3 separate regions of the Mus musculus genome follow, and all the other regions are linked to region 2. A link is a contact called in public HiChIP or PLAC-seq data. All regions are on one chromosome and are shown on one strand. Each heading gives the region's core, a stretch centred on a gene start, on an enhancer-like site or on the middle of the called end of the contact. The rest is flanking DNA. Distances are from core to core; before and after follow the strand shown.

The links. HiChIP or PLAC-seq counts read pairs in DNA pulled down with a chosen protein or histone mark.
Region 1: a contact with region 2 is called in an H3K27ac HiChIP or PLAC-seq map of embryonic stem cells, with 7 read pairs. The contact joins two enhancer-like sites. A contact is called at or near these places in 2 of 115 datasets of contacts at active chromatin or transcription factors (both in embryonic stem cells) and 1 of 9 other capture datasets (embryonic stem cells).
Region 3: a contact with region 2 is called in an H3K27ac HiChIP or PLAC-seq map of embryonic stem cells, with 18 read pairs. The contact joins two enhancer-like sites. A contact is called at or near these places in 1 of 39 promoter capture datasets (cranial neural crest), 3 of 484 Hi-C or Micro-C datasets (all in embryonic stem cells), 4 of 115 datasets of contacts at active chromatin or transcription factors (all in embryonic stem cells) and 1 of 9 other capture datasets (embryonic stem cells).

What each region holds. Positions count from the first base shown.
Region 1 is chr6:65,001,122-65,003,821 of GRCm38.p6, forward strand. No RefSeq gene overlaps it. Among named protein-coding and RNA genes, the nearest start is that of Smarcad1, 40 kb to the right of the region's middle. Within about 2 kb of position 1,265, at least 11 of the 459 cell types and tissues checked have an H3K27ac peak or open chromatin away from gene starts, as enhancers often do. A contact at or near this core is called in embryonic stem cells, where this site is marked.
Region 2 is chr6:64,651,365-64,654,064 of GRCm38.p6, forward strand. The region is part of intron 14 of Grid2 (glutamate receptor, ionotropic, delta 2); the gene reads left to right. Among named protein-coding and RNA genes, the nearest start is that of Gm35851, 76 kb to the right of the region's middle. Within about 2 kb of position 1,392, at least 9 of the 459 cell types and tissues checked have an H3K27ac peak or open chromatin away from gene starts, as enhancers often do. A contact at or near this core is called in embryonic stem cells, where this site is marked.
Region 3 is chr6:65,020,755-65,023,454 of GRCm38.p6, forward strand. No RefSeq gene overlaps it. Among named protein-coding and RNA genes, the nearest start is that of Smarcad1, 20 kb to the right of the region's middle. Within about 2 kb of position 1,382, at least 28 of the 459 cell types and tissues checked have an H3K27ac peak or open chromatin away from gene starts, as enhancers often do. A contact at or near this core is called in embryonic stem cells, where this site is marked.

The DNA.
Region 1 (2,700 bases), core at 15-2,514, 350 kb after region 2:
CCTGGCTGTCCTGGAACTCACTCTGGAGACCAGGCTGGCCTCGAACTCAGAAATCCGCCTGCCTCTGCCTCCCAAGTGCTGGGATTAAAGGCATGTGCCACCACGCCTGGCGGCAGCAAAATATTTTTTAGAAAATCACTTCAAGCCAGGCGGATTTCTGCGTTCAAGGCCAGCCTGGTCTACAAAGTGAGGTCCAGGACAGCCAGGGCTATACAGAGAAACCCTGTCTCTAAAAAAAAAAAAGAAAGAAGAAAATCACTTCAAGACAACAAAGGAGACTGGTTGTGTCTAAAGAGCTCACTACAGGTCAGTGACAAGAGAGCTCGCTAGTCAAATTCAATCCCAAGCAAAGAGAAAGTGACTATTAAAATCAAGAAATACCCTTGTAAGAGGTGGAGGTGACACACTCTGAGGTTGTGAAAGTGTTCATGAACTTCGTCTTCACACCCAGGAGGCTGTATTAGGAGTCTTAGCTCATAGCCAGCTTGTGCTACAACAGAGACCCTGTCTCAAAAATTGAACAAAGTGAACAAACAAAAAATAGCAATCAGAAAAAAAAATGTTAAAAACAATTAACAAAAAACAGTGTGGAAGTACAGCTGAAGGTGAAGGCTTGGCTCTGTGAATGGACAGTTACCTAGCATATTGAGGCTTTACGTTTGATCCCAAGCAATAAAAATAACAATAACAACAACAAAAATAATGACGCGCAACCATCCCTCACACACACCACAGAGAGTGATAGCTTTAAATCCATTTTTGTTTGAGAAGAAAAGGCTCAAAAAAAAAAAATGCCTTCCTGCAGGTTCAACAGGTCATTGAGAATTAAAATGGAGGAAAAATTCCAAGACTCTAAATCAACCTATAACAAAAATAGTGTATTTAATCCAAGATCTTCATTTGCTTGCTGTCTAGAAACCTTTATTTTTCCACCTTAAAGCAGTAAAACCCTTCAAGGCTTTCAGAGGTATAGGATTAAAGAGAGGATTTACCTACTTTTTAAACAGCTTGCATATGTAAAAATTTGAAAGTTCCTCAAATCTGAATAATAATAAAAAAATAAATAAATAGAAGGTTCGAAGTTTACCAAAGTATCGTTCTTAAGTGGTACTTAACACAGATTAGCTATATCAATTTAAGTCAAATTTCAAGGAATTTATTGAAGTTATACTGTGGCTCAGAGATTTAAATGCTTAGTCACCTGGGAATGGCTATTAGGTGTGGCTTGTTGAAGGAAGTGTGTCACAGGGGTGGGGTGGGGTCTTTGAGGTTGCAAATGCTCAAGCCAGACCCACTGTCTCTCAAACTTCCTGCTGCCTGCAGACGAAGATGTAGAAAGAACTTTTGGCTATTTATCTCCAGCACCATGTCTGCTTGTGTGCTGCCATGTTTCCTACCATGACAATAATGGATTAAAGCTCTGAATTGTAAGCCAGCCCAAATTAAATGCTTTTCTTTATAAGAGCTTCAGTAGTCCTCTTGTCTCTTCACGGGAAGAAAAACCTGTGTATGAACCAAACGGACAGAGCCAGTAAGCAACCTTCTGCCAAAGTCTTTGTTTCACTCCCTGCCTTCATATTCCTGCCTTGGCTTCCCAGAAAGATGCACTCCAGAGAAGACAGGAGCATCAGAAATGAAAGTTCACACCAGCTTGGGCTGTTATGACCTTGTTTCAAATATATATTTAAATTTTGCTTCCTCGGTTTTTCACACTTCTCTTTTGTTTGTTTGTTTGGTTTTGTTGTTGTTGTTGTTGTTGTTGTTGTTGTTTTTGAAACAGGCTCACTTTAAGTAGCTCTGACTGCTTGGAACTCACTTTGACCTCGAACTCACTGAGATTCACCTGCCTCTGCCTCTGCCTCTCTGCCTCTGCCTCTCTGCCTCTGCCTCTGCCTCTCTGCCTCTCTGCCTCTGCCTCTCTGCCTCTGCCTCTGCCTCTGCCTCTGCCTCTGCCTCTGCCTCTCTGCCTCTCTGCCTCTCTGCCTCTCTGCCTCTCTGCCTCTCTGCCTCTGCCTCTGCCTCGAGTCACCTCTGGGTTAAAGATGTGCACCAGCTCTGGACAAAGTTCCTGCTGTCAGGCTCAGGTGGTAACAATTTCTTGCTGTTGTTGTAGCAGTTGTTTTGATACTATGTAGCCCTGACTGGCCTACAGGTGGCTATTTCTTTTACCTATCTCCAGATCAAAGTATGTGCTTCTAACTTGTTTCAAGTTACAGTGCAATTTGCCAACAACTTTACTACCAGTCATAGAAAATTTTGGACATCAACAACAGCCTTTAAAGTGATTTGTTTTTCTTTCTAGAACAAAAGCAGTAGATCCTATCAGCAGCCCACTCATTCCAATTTCTACTAAGTTCTCACCTTCCTAGAGTCAGAACAGCAGAGCAGGCATGAGTCACCCTAGCCAACACCTGCAAGTGGCAGGGGCCCCCAATACTAACTCTAATTCCATGAAGATTTTATCTCATTTATGTTTCTACACCTTTAATGATCCCCCCTTAAAAACTAAATGTGCGATAGATCAGACAAACACAATTATTTTTATAGAAAAGGGAGCAAAAGAGGAATTGTCCTTTTCCCAAGGCAAAACAGAGCAAACTTCTAATGTGATAGCCTGTGTGAAGTTCCACAGCTTTTTGCAGAAAAGTCTTTCCAGTGAACTGCAGACACACACACACACACACACACACACACACACAC
Region 2 (2,700 bases), core at 142-2,641:
TCTGTATCCATATGCTCACGGAGTCATTAAAGATCACAGATTTCCTGAAAAGGAGAGATGTGTCTGCACTGAACTCATGAGACTTCATTTTTTTTTCTTGTCACTGTGCCCTAAACAGGACAACATAACGACTATTTAGATGGTCCTGTGATTTTTATATAACTGGAAATCAAAGGATATAAGGGGTGATATATGAGCAATTTGCTGTTGCTGAGATAAAACACCATGAGAGGGATTATGTGACTCTTGGTTGCAGAGGGATCAGAGTCCATCAGAGCAGGGAGGCAGGCAGCAAGTAGCAGGCATTACAGCAGGAGAGCTCCCAGCTTTAATTGCAAGGACAAAGCAGAAAGAGAACTGAAGAATGGAATGAGCCTTTAAGCTCTAAAAAGCTCATCTCGAAAGAGAGGCCCATTGGACACGCAAACTTTATATGCCCCAGTACAGGGGAACGCCAGGGCCATAAAAGGGGAGAGGGTGGGTAGGGGAGAGGGGGTGGGTGGCTATGGGGGACTTTTGGTATAGCATTGCAAATGTAAATGAGCGAAATACCTAATAAAAAATGGAAAAAAAAAAAAAAAAAAAAAAAGCTCATCTCCAGTGATGTACTTTCTCCAGTAAGGCCACACCTCTTAAATCTTCCCAAGGGATTCTCCAAATAGGGAGTCAAATGTTCAATCACATGAGCCTACTGGGGGACATTTTCACTCAGAACACCACAGATGGTGTGTATCTGGGGAAAGAGTGTTCTAGGTAGTCAACATGTCATCTTACGTAAGCGCCCTGAGTTTCCTCCAGCTTTGAAATCCACTGGGGGATCCTAGGACTATTCTCCACACACACTAAGGGCAACTGTATTCTCATTGAGCAAACATTGCTGTAACATTCTTTTATATTTCATTATAAACACAAATTAAAGCAGAATTCTTTCTTCAAAGCTAACTAAAGTTCTCCTCTGGGGTATCTAAAGATGCTCTGACTATTTAGTGCCTTTTGATAAGCAAATTCCTGAAGGGCACTGTGTTGTTTCTATTATGATGCAATGAACCATTAAATTAGCATTATGCTACTAGCAGGAACTCCAGTGTACAATATGGTATTGTTAGCTATAGGCAAATGTACAGCAGGTCTCTAGAAATTATTAATCTTACCTTGGTGTGTGTGTGTGTGTGTGTGTGTGTGTGTGTGTGTGTCTTTGTTTCAGGTGGTGTTTGTGTTCATACACATGTTTGCACATGAGCATGGAAGCAAAAGCCAACCTTTCCATGACAACATCTAAATTGTTTCTTTGAGACAAGGTCTCTCACGTGGTGGCTTGGAAGTTGCAAAGGTGGTTAGACTGGCTGACCAGAGAGACCCAGACAGCCACCTGTCTCCCCGTCCCCAGCTCTGGGATCATAACTCCCACCAGCATGCATGACTTTCCTCCTTAGATTCTGAGAATCAAAATCAAGCCTCGTGCTTGCACATTGAGCACTTTGCTCACCCAGTCATCTCTCCGGCATCTCTACAGTATTAATGTTACACAACTGAATCTCTAAACTAGCTTCTTAGCAGTATCATTTAAATGGCAATAGTGGGTGGGTCCAGCAAGAATCCTTAATCACATAATTGTGTATTTGAATGAGGCTTATCCCTGCCAGCAATTGCCACACGTGTATGCTTCTTGGGCTCCTTAAACTGGAGCTCAAAACAGTGTTGACTTAGATGGGTAGCTAAAATAAGAAAGGATGCATTAAAGAAACCTGGGGAGGGTTGAGCTACCCAGAACCATAAGGCTTTCTTCACTGCAGGTCTTGGACACTTACTAAGCTGGCACAGAATAAGTCCCCAAAAGGGTACCACGGTTGCTAACCACAGGGCCCTTTCCTTGGGAAGGCCTTGTACATATTTGGGAATTCTGAAGGTACAAATGGTGACAGTCTACTACTCTCCACAATCATTTTCATAGTTTCAATACATCAGTTCACCTCCCTCTTATGACAACACTCCAAGTGAGCAACATTTGAAAGGTGGATTGCCGCAGACCTTCTGGGTCCCTATGTCTGCGTGGAACGGGGTCTCTCGACGCGGGTGGGCAAAGCGTGGATGATGACAGACACACACGCAGGAGAGTTTGTGTGGAATCTGAATGTAATTTTACAACTCGAGCATCAGACTTTTTATGCAGAGGACAATAAGGAAGTTGGGTGACATATTCGCAAGGTACAATTGAGGTAACTGGAATCTTACATAAAACAGAGGAATGCAAACACAAAAGGTCTAACGGGAACCACCCAGGATAGAATACATTGATAACAGCTGGGATCAACAAGGGCTCCACCTAAAATTCACTAATCTTAGAAGCCAGGGTCAAGGGCTTCGCGTCCTTGCCATAGTTCCTATTTTAGTCTCTTGTATAGTCCACCTTCCCCTTAGGCCATTGTAAATATGTGTATGGGTGTAACTCTGCTATAGTATCTATTCTGGTTTCTCCTTTGGTCTGAAACTTCCTTCTTCCTAAGCGATGGTAAATTCCTGTGTAAGGGAGTGACTTAGCTTTTACAATCTTGCTGAATTCTAAACCCTTGATCTTGGTCAAGGATGCCCTTGGACTGTTGGAACACTGGCGGAAGGCTTTAGCCATGTCAGAGCACTTATAGGAAAATACTGAAAGAGAGCACGTGGATCCATACTCTAGACTAGCGTAGTACTGGAACT
Region 3 (2,700 bases), core at 132-2,631, 370 kb after region 2:
GATTTATTTTTATTTTTCAATAATAATTTATCGTCATTGCCACTGCCGCCGCCACCACCACCATTACTACCACCATCATCATCATCGTCATTGAGACAGTGTCTTACCAGCCCTGTAATGTTTTATGAAGAATAGGGTCGCCTTGAACTCACAGAGATAGATGCCTCCGCACCCTGAGGACTGGATTAGAGAAGATTAAAAAGATGAAAGTGCTTCATTCAGCCCCTTGCCTGGTTTATGAAGTGCCAGAGACCTAACCCAGGGCTTTGAGCAAGCAGGGCAAGCACTCTACAAACCGAACATATCTACATTCCCAACCCTAGAATTTATTTTTATTTATTTCTTATCATCTATTGTACGAAGTGTGGCCACAAAGTGGTGGATGCTTATGGAAAGTGGACCTCAAAGACTGTGAGCCACCTGTTTCCTCTGCTCCTCTGTATTCTATGTAGGGAAACTGCTTGTCTCCCTTTTATTCCAGCATTTATCACAAATGAAGAAGCCACAAGGTAGAAGGTAACACACCCGAACCAGTAATGGTGGTACACACCTTTAATCACAACACGCAGGAGGCAGAGGCAGGTGGGTGGTCTACATAGCAAATTCTAGGCCAGCTAGGGCTTCAAAGTAAGACACTATCTCAAAAAATTAAAGAAAGAAAGAAAGAAAGAAAGAAAGAAAGAAAGAAAGAAAGAAAGAAAGAAAGAAAGAAAGAAAGAAAGCAAGCTTAAATTATTTCAGGGACACACTGCCCATTGACCTGTGATTTCCTGGGGGAAAATCTCTGATTTCCCAAGGCACATACAATTTTTGTAGCTAACACTTAAGGGCACCACTCCTTTCTCCTTCAAGAACCAGATATGATGTCCGCTTCCTTTATTTGTTGTGGGTAGCCTGAGGGACAAGTTCTCTCTAACTACTACTAAATTCACCTTCTCTCTGGATGCCTTTAGCCATAGATTCCTGATTCTAGATCCCAAATGTCCCTTGCTACAGTTGCTTTGATTGCATAGAATCTTGACCCTTGGCACCTCAGGCCTAGGCTCCGTCTCTCTGATATCTATTTAGGGAACGAAAGAACAAAGAACTATCTATTGGGCTTTAAAATAAATCGCTGTTAATTGTGGTGCCCTGGAAACTCCTGACAGCTGTGTTTGGGCATGTAAGGAAATGATCACTTTGAAAAGGCTACAGACTGTAAGGTAGGCAAGCTTGCCTGGCCCCCTTTGCCTGCTTTCCAGGTCCTTGTTCGGAACTCTGGTTTGGAAACACAATAACCTCTTTGTTTCAGAGGCCCAGGTAAAGCTATTCACATTCAAAGGTGACAGGAGCGCTTCCTCCTTAATCCCGGAATGACCCCACCCCACCCTCCAGAAGCTCTTAGACTTTGAAGGCTCTCACGTGTCTGCCTGTTAAAACCAAGTCCTTTTAGCCTCTTTCCTGCCTCTCTCCCTACCTCCTCTTCACCTAGTTTTTCCTTAGGCATTTCAAGTGGGGATTCAACCTCACATAAAGGAGACAAAGAACATTTTCTTCACCCTTCCAACTAAAGGAATCTTCTGAAATTAAGTTAAGACAGGATTAGTAAAAAAGGAAGAAAAGATGAAAACCTCCTGCCAAAAAAAAAAAAAAAAAAAAAAAAAGGAGGAAAAAACTTGTCAGTCGTGCCCAGAATTAATTACATGGGCATTAATTTAACATCAAAATAGTATTGCGAATATTTTTTCCTTATCTTCAGCATTTAGAAGACTGACTTACCAGGTATATTTTCAAGCCAAGATTATTCTTGTGGAATTTTTTGCTTTATCTAGGCAAAGCACATTTAAACTGCATACAGGACTGGGGGGGGGGGTCCCATTCTTCCCAAGCAGTCTCTCTTTTACCTTGGTCTCTTCTATTCCTTCTCTTGGTACACGAGTTCAGGAACTTGTAAGGAACCAGAATCTGAAATGATCTTTGAAGCTCCTGTAGTTAGATGCTAAGATGTTAGATTTAACTTAAACCCCAGGGAGCCCCTGAGGTACACTCAGCTCCAGCACCTCCAAACCTAAAAATCCCTCCCACTTTCCGGCCTGAAATTGGCCTTCATAGAAATCAAGGAATGGAAACTAGAGAGTTAAGAGACATACTTCACAAACAAGGCAGTCGCTGTTGGTATTGTGATGAAGTTCTTTGGTCTTCACGCTCACACCAAAGGGCTATCCAAGGCTACACATTTCTGTGGCAAAGGCTTGTCTAATGTGTCTAGGACTCTGGATTCTACAATGCCATACAAAAAAATTAATAAGTAAAAAGATTAAAAAGTCAACTTAGTGGTTTGTTTGTTTTCTCTGTGTAGCCCTGGTTGTCCTGAAACTCACTCTGTAGACCAAGACTCAGAGAGCTATTTCCCTGTCCCCACCTAGCTGTAAGGGTCAAACCGAAGGACAGATAACTGCCTGGAGTGCTGGGGGTTGGGATATCAAGTCCGGAATTTCACTTCCATAAACCAGGCTGGGTTGCCCCGACTGCACCGGATGCTCTTGAAAGCAAGGTACGGGCATCTCCAGCTGAGACTGTGATCCTGACAGTCTCCCAGGGACAGGTTATTAAGACAAAAGCCACAAAAGCTCATAGCAACCATAAAAGCTCATACCCAGGCGCAGGAAGTGCTACTGGGCAGTTGTGGCAGTTGGTTCTGGTCCTTACTTATTGTAGCTA